2 separate regions of the Anser cygnoides genome follow, and region 1 is linked to region 2. Evidence: chromatin contacts called from public Hi-C data. All regions are on one chromosome and are shown on one strand. The core of a region is the stretch at or near the end of the contact, and the rest is flanking DNA. Distances in the headings are between cores, read along the strand shown.

Region 1 (5,024 bases), core at 1,932-4,431, 200 kb before region 2:
AGGAGCAGCTCTCCGTCCAAGAGCAGCCCTGGCCGGGGCTTCGCACGCAAGGAGCAGGGACAGCGGGCGAGCGCAGGCAGCTGCTGCGGCTGCCGAGGATCACACGTGGCATTGCATGGGCTCCAAGTTCAGCTTGTCCCTCGTGGCACCATTTAAACAAGAGAAGCCCAAGCTCTCCGGAGCCCTTTCCTCGAGCTGAAACTGGAGCAGGCACGTTGCTACGGCTGCCCCAAACCCCACATCTTTTCCCAAAGCTGGGGCGGACCCAGGGGATGCAGCTTTCCCGGTCCAGATCTTTCCCCCTTGGTGCGTTGTGTGATGCCAGAGAGACCACGTGGATTCACACCAAGTATACTTGAAAGCAGGGCAGGAGTTTGTCCCTGTATGAGACTCTGCCTGGATGCACAGAAATCCCGCATGGTTGCCGTCCTGTTGGGGCCATGACACGGCTTTCCATCACCCAGCGGTGTGGTCCTTTTAGCGCTCGAGCCATTCTGCAGCCAGCTGGGATGCACAGAGCTTTTATTTTTAAACGCACATCTATAAAACAGAGGCTGGCGAGGAGCACTGCAATAAACACCGGGGTTTATTGGCATCCGGCTTCCCAGAAACAGTTTGGGTTTTGCAGTTTCCCACCTGTGGCTCTGCCTTCTGCGTGGGGGTGCTGGGGGGGGGGTTTTGCACCTGGGGCTGGGGAGTCCTTGGGGGCCAGAAAGCCTGAAACCAGCCCTGCCAGCACAGCAGTGCCATTACACAGAGTCCCCGTGGGCAGAATGAGAACCAAGGGGCAGTTTTAGTGCTGGGAGGGATGCTCCAGGCAGGGAACGGCCTCCTGTGCCCTCCTCCAGGATCAGCGTGGCACAGAGGAAACAAGCGCTGACGCTGGGACGAAGCATGGGAATTGTTGTTCTTTCCCCTGTTGTTGTTCCTGTTGTTCTCATTTTTTGTTTGTTTGTTTTTTGTGTTTTTTTTTTCCTGGCAGTAGCTCACTGCCACATCCAGCTTTAAGGACAGTTTGAATTTCCTCTTCCAGCTCAGACCACTGCATTCGATGGTTGCAAGGACTCCTTAATTTAGCCAGTTCACCCGTGAGCCCAATCCTGCCACAGCTCGGACCCTGCCTAGATGCCACGGCAAGGAAAAATGTGGTACAGCTCGTGCCCGAGATGTGCATTTCTGAGCCCGAGCCCCGACGCTGGGGGTCCGCAGGGAGGATGGGGCATTCAGAGCAGGGCTGGGCTGTGCGTTTCCGTGCTCTGCTATGACATCCGTGAGCTGGAGGGGAAATCCTGCTGGAGCTCAGGCACAGCGCGTGTCCCTGGCACTCTCAGGGTTAACCAAAGAGCGTAGATTTGGGGCTTTTCCTCTCTGTTTGGGCTACAAAGAGATGCATGTTCCCATTGCCACGCTGCAAAGGAGACGCACAATAAACTTTTCTGTGCCACAGGCTCAGCCTCTCTCTGCGGGGCGGTGGGCTCCGGGGATGCAGCTGCCTTTGGGGACCGTGGGCTCTGGTGGGACAGGGGTGCCCGGGGGCACCCATGGGCTCCCGGCCAGCTTGGGCAGCACAGCCCTGACCAGGTATGCACCCCCCAAATGCCACCATGGTCCCAAAAATGTGCCCGGGGAGGTGGTTAGGGGAACAAGCACCTCTCTGCCCTTGTGGCTGCGTTTTGGGGCTGCCTGCGTGGCGGTGGCACTGGGGACGTGTTCCTCAGCAAGGGATGGAGCGAGGTGCGGGGACCTGCAAGCGGCACCTCCCCTGAGCAGGGGGGAGCTGCAGCCCCCTGCCCAGGAGCCTTCGTGCCCTCCCCGCAGGCAGGGGCTGCACCAGAGCCACCCCCACATCCCCATGAGGTGAATGTGGCCCCGGGACAGAGCAGCACAGGGACGAAAGGATGTCAAAAGCAATGACAGCACCTCGAACATCTAAGCACTGGGGGCTGAACTGGGGCATCACCCAAAATCTATGGGAATTTCGGCTGGTCCCGGAGCCTGGGTGTAGGGTGTGGGTTCAGGCCCCCCCTGTAAGGACGTCACCCCCATTCCAGCCCGTTTCGGCACGCTATGGTCCTGCTTGCAGGGCCTGGCAAGGGCACAGCAAGCGACGCTCTTGCCCGCATTATTCCTTAGCTCGCTCTCACGTTGGCCGGTGCCCAAAGAACTCGAAGCGGGGGCTGCGGGGCCGGGGTCGGCCCAGCCGTGCCGCGCTGGGGCCAGCCCTGACGCAAGGGCTGCGGGTGGTGTGGGACAAAGCCAGGGCAGGGGACGGAGGGGGGCTGAGTCACCCGAATAACGCAGGCAGGGAGCGAGCGGAGCCAGCGATGGCTCGGCCCCCGGCGGCAGCCGGACGGGGCTTTCTTTGCACCTGCAGGGCTGCTGCGCTCCATTTCGGTGTGCGGAGAGGAGCAGGATGGTGCCCGGCATCGCCGCTCGAGGCCAGGGCCTGGAGGCCAGCAGCTGGCACGCGGGAGGGAGATCCACGGGATGCAGGAGAAATATCCACTAGAGGGGACTGTGCGATCGCGTGTGGGAGCGCGCAGCCGCCAGGCTGGCCTCGGAGCAGGATCGGGCTCCTCCATGCAGCCCCCTGCTCGTGCCACCCCTGTGCAGCCCAGCCCTGCAGCCCCCCAGCTGCCCTTCTGTGCCCTTTCGGCAGCTCGCCCCAGGCCACCCCGGGGCGCACGGGGTGCCCAGAAAGGCGCCTGCAGCTGCAGGCATGGGGGAAACGTGCCGACCCCGACGGGCAGCCAGGCCTCCCCACGGCCGCTTGCTCGCTCCCTGCGAGGATGGGGGAGAGATCGGAAGGGTAAAAGCTTAAAAAGCCTGTGGGTCAGAAGATTTGGGGATCTACAGGGTCCATATGGAAAATATCCCTGGAAAAATATCCGTGCTCTGGTCCCTGGCATCCCTCGTCATTGCCATTCTCCTCCCGCTCCGTGCCTCCCTGCTCAGCTCTGCCCCGCTTCCCCCCAGGCCCCCGGCTCTCCCAGGGCTGAGACTTCATCGGAAATCCCACAAAGGGCCGTTACTTTGCTTTGCCTCCCACTCGTCCCAAAACCGGAGCCTGTTTCGGGGGGCAGAGCCGGGGGTGGTGAGGGCTGGGGGAAGCAGGGAGCTTTCTGACGGATTCCTCTCGCCCCCCAGCACCAGGATGCGGTTACCCTCCCGGCAGGATTTATGGGCTTTGCCCCTCTCTTTGTACACAAGGACTCGAGCGATGCATTCCCTGGAGAGGAATAAAGCTTCCTGCACCCAGCAGCGCGGGGAGGGCAGATCAGAGCCCGCAGCGATGGCTGCAGCAGCCCTCCCGCGTCCTTCCGACAGCCAACCTCCTGGCAAAGGCCCCACAAAATGTTTGTGCCTGGGCTAACAAACACCCCGTGGAACAGGCTGTGTTGGACGGGAGCCTCCGGCCCTCCTTCTCTCCCCGGGGCCGGGACCCTTGGCTGCCTCCTGCCTCGCTCGCCGTCCCCACCGGCCAACAAACCTGCCGGCAGCGTCCCATCAGCGGCTTTTCCCTGGAGCCCACGGTCCTGGAGCACGTTGAGGCACCGGAGCACCGTGTCCCACCGCTTCCCCCACCAAGACAGGGCACGGGGCTGGGCTCCAGCATCCCTGGCTCATCCCACCCACGTTCCTGGTGGCTCAGAGGGGCTCAGAAGTGCCCGAGCATTTAGGGATGCGCGTTCCCAAGGAGCCACGAGCACTTTTCCATCTCTCCCCTCACCTTTGCAGCCCCGCTGGTGACCCCACGCCCAGCGAACCCTGGGCACTCAGCTGCTTGCTGCACCGCCCAGCCTTGCAGCGCATCCGTCGAACCCGCCGCACGGGCCAGGCAGAGCGTTCCCGGTACAACTCCTGCCCTCGACACGCGGCATTATTTCCCCAAAACCCAGGAGAGCAGCGGCTCGCCACAGCCTGCCCCCCCCCAGCCCCGGCAGACCGAGCTGGATTTGTCCTGCTCGGCGGTGGCTGCTTCGTTACCAACTAGCTAATTCTTGCCGCTTCTTCTCTTCAGGCATTTGCAGGAGGGAGGGGAGAACAAAACAGCCCTCGGGGTGAAGTTACCTTATTAATTAATGAGGCTGAGAGCTTTGCAGATATTGCGCGGAAGAAGAGAAAAAATCAGGAAAACTGGGCAAAACCAGAAAGGCCCGGGTTCAATTGTCAGACCAATTAACCTAGATCCGTGCCCTCCCTCTGGATGAATAGCTCATTATTATGTACTTGCTTAGGCCCAGCTCCGGGTGGAGGGAAATTAAATTCAGACACTTAACGAGGCAACCCGGTGTGGAGACGGGATGCGGGGGCTGCCCCGGGGAAGCCAAAAAAAAAGCGAAGCAAGGGCGAGCTGGGACTGTAGAAGTCCGTGGTATCCGGACCATTTGCACCGTTGTGGGTCCAAAATGTGGCTGGGCTGGGGGATGATTTGGAAAGGCCTGGTGATGGTGCCGAAGGATAATTCCATGTGGGCTTTTTGGTGGTGGAAGAGAGCAGGAGGAGGAGGAGGAGAAACAAGCAGGAGGCTCCTGCAGGCTCCTGCACAAGCACGAAGGACATTCGTGCACTTGGGGCTTTGCACCATTGCTGTGGGTGTTTGAAGTGCCCCAGTCTGGGTGCCGACATGGCCCGTGAGCCCAGTGACCCCAAGGAGTGGCTCTGGGTTTTTGAAAATGTTTTTTTTTTTTGGGCCAGGATAGATTGTGGGGAGCGGGCAGGAGGCTGTGGTTTAGCCAAGCGCTCAAGCATCTGCGTAATTGCACTAGCCCTGCTCAGCTCAGCAAGGGGTTTAGGCAAGATAATTGGTGTGCTCGGTCAGGGACAAGGTGCCTTGGGAGCTCTTTTGTCTGAAGAAGGGAAAAAAAAAATCATTGTGAGCCTTATCTGTGACCCTTTTCTCCTTGCCCTGTGTTAGGACGACTCTGCTTAGAGAGGAGGAAAAATTCCCCCATTAGTGGCTTTCAAATCTATACCTAATAAAAAAGCCACTAACCCCAACAAGTCACTGAGAAAACTGGCCG
Region 2 (4,806 bases), core at 1,334-3,833:
AATAGGACTTCCTGGACTTTGTTCAGTTAGGTCGCATTACTGGTACTATTCTCAAACACTTAAAATGATGGATTATGTAGTACAAAAATACAAAATTGGTCTTGGAACTTGGCTTTAAGGCAGAGCAGAGGCTATTTTTTACCTACCTCTGATTTCTGCACTTAAAGCACGCTTTCCAACTTCTCTCTCCAAGCATGTTGAAAAAGGACAACTTCAAACGAGGTCAGATGTGCACATATTTGGAGACAGATCTCCAGAAGCTTGATTTTATCAGAACACTGGCATCTTTAGACACAGGAATTAAACCCTTGAAGCCAGAAATGCTGTTGTACCTTCTGGAGTCTGAATCCTAATGCCTGCGTAATTCCCTGACTGGGGTGGAGGATGTCAATTTGGGTCGCAGTTCTCCCATTCTCTTCTTCTCGTACAGAAGTACCCCTGCATTGTTCAGTTCGATTAAATATGATCCTACAAACTACATATGTTTATTCCAGACCATGAAGTTAGGCGCTACCAGAAGAGGCTGTTTTAAAGGCACCTAGAAAGCGTCCTCTTTATGAACAAGCTGCATGAGACTTGTGTTTATCCCTCGAAAAGTGGATACTGCATAAAGAAATCAAGACAGTACAAGGAACCGATTTGATCCCCAGGCCTCTTCCGAAGGTGGCATGTCATGCTACAAATGATTAGGCTGGTCGCAGGCCTTTGTCCTGTACAAACCAGGAATTGGTGCAAATCTTTCCCTTTGCCCCAGGTAACGATGTAGGTGGGAAACAAACTCCTTGTACTGTCTGATTTCAGGTGGTTCAGTAGGGCAGGATGAGAGGTGAATGAAGGATGGTTATTCTAGGTAAAGGGACTGGGGTGGGCAGGAGGAATCGCTTCACTGGTGAAGTCCTCACCATTCCTTGTGTAATTAGCCACTTGTCTATGGGCTCCATGTCTGAGTTCCCACCTTTACCTCTCCTCTGCGTTGAGAACAGAAAGGTCCATAAAGAGAGCAACCACAGCAACACCCGTGACAAAGCAATATAACAGCAGCAAGTTGAAAGCTTCGCGCACACACACACACACACACACCCCGTGGCAGCTCCTGGCAGCAGCTGCATCCCCCTCTGCAGCCTGCAGGAGCATCCTGGCAGTCGTTCAGGCTGCCCACCTCTAAGAGCAGCCGAGGTTAAAAGGACTGCTGATGCCTCCGGTTCCCTCTGCGCAGGTTGCAGGCTGCGTGGCACAGCGCTGCAGAGGCTCTCCGGACGGCTTCTTGTCCTCCAGCACTTTGTCCCCGAGCCGGGGCCCGGGCACAGAGCCACCTCCGAAGCTCCGGAGGGGCTCGCTCGGGACCGGCACCGCATGGTGGCTCCAGCTCTCTGGTCCTGCCCGAATGGGGCTGGCTGAGCAGAGCCCCGTGCGAGTTTGTGTCCCTGCACCCAGCTACCCGTACTGCACGGGATGCCTCTCCTATCCCCGTTACAACAGACAGCGGAGGATCGGCTGTAATTTCTTATGTCTCATTTCAGTACTTGTGCTAAGAGGGAAAAAAACGGAGGAAAAATCACTCCAACTTTATCCGCTCTCTGCGTAACACTGGAGAACTGTTTCTTGGACACCTCTCCTCCCAGTTGCGATCGCGCAACAACTCTGTGGCAACAAAAGCAATTCCCAACATGGAAAAGCAATATTAAGAAAACAGCGTATTTTTAGCTTGTTTCCAGCTGCTAAATCATATTAAAAGACAGCTAACGCCACGTGACCAGCCGTCTCTCCACAGACCTTTCTGAGAATGACTACATTAGAAATGTCGGATGTGCTGAAATTTAGCACTGGACAACTGTGCTGGAAGAAGACGTGTGTGAAGAATGTGTTGCAAAGCTTTTGGCTCCTCCCTAGAGCTGTTCTTAAATTAGCTCTCTGCCCAAATTAACGCGTGTCTTTCATTTACTGAGCGCTGCCAGTTTTTTCCTACACATGCCAGGGCTGGTAACTTTAGGGAAGTTTAATTTTTTATTTCCTTTAAGAAGAGACACCCACAAGCCTCACAACACTAGACAAAAAGCCATGTTTACCAACTACCCAAAGGCTGCGTTTCAAAACAAGCTATTCTGATTACCCGATCCAGTCATCAGGACCTTTGAAAAGAGGCTGAAAGTCCCTACAACATCTCAGAGCCCAAAGTTCCCCAACCCGTAAAGCGCTTGTCCCCAAACAACTCTGACCCATCAGACTAGTTCAGATTCAGCCCTTTGAACCGACCGCACTTGGGGCAGAGCAGCAGCTACGCTGGCACGGACGACACGTCACAGCGGTGCCTCAAGCCGGGCTGTCTGAGAACGAGTGCGAATAAACACGGGGGTGACCCCAAGCCACCAGGGGAACACGGCCCCCTCGGCCGGTAGCTGAGTGCAGGCCCCTTGCTTTTGGCTAGCCAGGAACAAGGGGCAGAACCTCAGATCCCTCCCCAGGTCCTCCCCGTAGCACAGCTCAGTGACACCGGAGGCTTGGACGGCAGCATCGGCTCCAGGGACTCCTCTCTCGCTCCCCGGTGTACTTCTGCCCCTGCCTCCCCATGCTTCCCCCTTTACCCATGCCATGCTGGCATGAATTTTTGCGGGACCATGCCTGAAACTGGCCACAGGTTATAAATTACCCTTTTTGCAGGAGGAGGCAGGAACAAGCAGACGGATTTGCTGGGTGGGGGGGGCGCTCCGTAAGAAATCACTGCTGAAGCCCTGCTGCCACTGAGCTATGGCCAAGGCAGGCAGGCAGCTGTGATCTGACCCCAGCTGGCTCCAGGCACAAATTCTCCCTGGCTCAGAGCACGAGCTGCCAGGCATGCCAGCTGCCCAGAGCACTCCCATTTCAACTTATGAAAGAACCAGGGTGGGATCAGCCAAGGCACGGGGAGGCAATTCTCCGCGGAGGGTGTGCAGGCTGCACTGCCTCTCCCACGCTACGCTGGCTCTCCCGTGCTCCCTAGTGGTCAGCACAGACCAGGATTGGCCTAGGGAAAGGTTCTGCACTTGCTCTATCATCTAAAAACTTGCGCACGGCTGCGTACAAAAGCGCAGGACGGTTCTAAAAAAGGAGGGCGGTTGAAAGGGTTTGAGGGATGATCTGAAAGCTCTTTTCACGTCTGCCTTCGTAGGGGCATGCACACAGGGGCCAAGCTCACCCTCCAGGACAAGTTTCTAGTATCATCCAGTGCGAGGTGGCAGCGTGTGGGTCTCTTCTGCCCACACGAGGCAGCAGGAGCCTGCCCTGGGACAGAACAGCCTGCATGCGAGGACAGCTTTGGCAAGGCACGTGAAGCATTAAATCTACACGATTTCTCTTCCTGCAACTCGCGTGTGCATCCATGCACTTCAAGCAAAGGCTAGCAGATTAAGACTGCACCAACTTTCATAAGAAAAAGCAAAGCAAACAGTTGCGCGCCAGTGTTGACACGACGTTCCCTACTTATTCTTTTCAGCAACAACTCCAGTTAAAGAAATGGACCCCCCAGGCAAGCTGCATGAACACAGGACAATTTACCCACTCTCATTTTGAAGTCTTTTAGGCTGGCGTACTAAGTAGCAGCTCTTTAGAAATCATTACTGAGCAAGTACTTGCTCATAGATATCAATTTCAAAATAGCCGGTACCAGCACGTCACCGGAATACAGAATGAGACGTCTCAGTCAAAGCAGCTGTCTACAGCCTGGATTCCGCACACAGCCTCAGACAACGAACCGCAGAGCAACGACCTACCACTCCTGTGTTCTGTTTTCGAACATCCAGGGCGGACGCCAGTCCTTTGACAGCCTGTGGATCCTCGTATGTCACGCTGAAACAAAGGAACAAACCACAGAACTAGAAGGAAGTCCAGCAGTCACCCGTGCAGAATGCACACGCTACTCTGATTTGCTTCCCCTGAAATCAGAAAGCATGTTCTTTTTCTGAACAAGACTTGAAGCGTACTACGTGCATTCCAAAAGAGCAGTGTGCTCTGTATGAAGAGTGGCTATCGGTTCCAGTGAGCTTGTTGAATTAAAAAGAGCAAGATTGGCGTTATGAAAGGTAGGCAAATAGGTTATGAGGCACCATAAGCACATCCAACAGCTAGCAGGGGACTATGAAAGGAGGCCTGATTACAGACTGCGTTTTGCAGAGCTTTCAAGATGACATTTGGAAGCCTGACCTTGATGCATGGAGGGGAGGAGGCAGAGAGGAACTTGGAGACAGGTGAAACCTAACAAGAACTAAAGCGAAGCATACAAAGAAGTGCACTGAGTAGGTTAATCATCGTCTATTTGCAGAGGTTGGATTTTTAAAAAGCTCCTTAAATTGCTGCACCAAAAGGAAACGTACTAGTCAGCCGACAAAGCCAACCATATCATTTCTCTGAGCGCAGGGGGTGAACCAGGAGTCGAAGCAGATGCCAGCACCTGCCCATAAATCTGCCCCTGGGAGGAGCCGTGTGTCTGAGCAGGAAGAGCACTTTCCCCTCCTGTGTGCTGGCTTCTCCCAGGCTCTGAGCTGAGCACCCAGAGGCTCTCACCTACGCATCGTGGCATGTCACGCTCGCATCTTTACTGCCTCGCTCTTGCTCACGGAGTACAATCCAGGGAAGATACAGCAATCCTCCCCTGTGAAATCGTGTGCTCCTTGTTCTATTAGCTCACAGAAGTAGATGGAGGTGCAGTGTGGGAAGGCTAGTTTCGCGCTTCATTTAGCGCAAGCGACAGAGGGAACTCCATTAAATCTCTCTGCAATGCATCTCCTTTCTGACTACACATTAGGGTTCTCAGCCTGAAATCTCCAGTGGTAA

What was found. A called contact is a pair of places that touch in the nucleus more often than the background predicts.
Region 1: a Hi-C map of liver shows a contact between it and region 2, with 4 times the contacts expected there. The contact joins two enhancer-like sites. A contact is called at or near these places in 3 of 7 Hi-C or Micro-C datasets (granulosa cells and liver).

The regions. Positions count from the first base shown.
Region 1 is chr15:3,297,093-3,302,116 of Taihu_goose_T2T_genome, reverse strand. NT5M (5',3'-nucleotidase, mitochondrial) reads left to right here. Exons shown (of 5, transcript XM_013175025.3): 5 at 1-1,447. Among named protein-coding and RNA genes, the nearest start is that of NT5M, 9.2 kb to the left of the region's middle. Within about 2 kb of position 3,181, at least 1 of the 3 cell types and tissues checked has open chromatin away from gene starts, as enhancers often do. A contact at or near this core is called in liver, where this site is marked.
Region 2 is chr15:3,094,613-3,099,418 of Taihu_goose_T2T_genome, reverse strand. TOM1L2 (target of myb1 like 2 membrane trafficking protein) reads right to left here. Exons shown (of 16, transcript XM_066977677.1): 12 at 3,747-3,822; 13 at 903-968. Among named protein-coding and RNA genes, the nearest start is that of SREBF1, 20 kb to the left of the region's middle. Within about 2 kb of position 2,583, at least 1 of the 3 cell types and tissues checked has open chromatin away from gene starts, as enhancers often do. A contact at or near this core is called in liver, where this site is marked.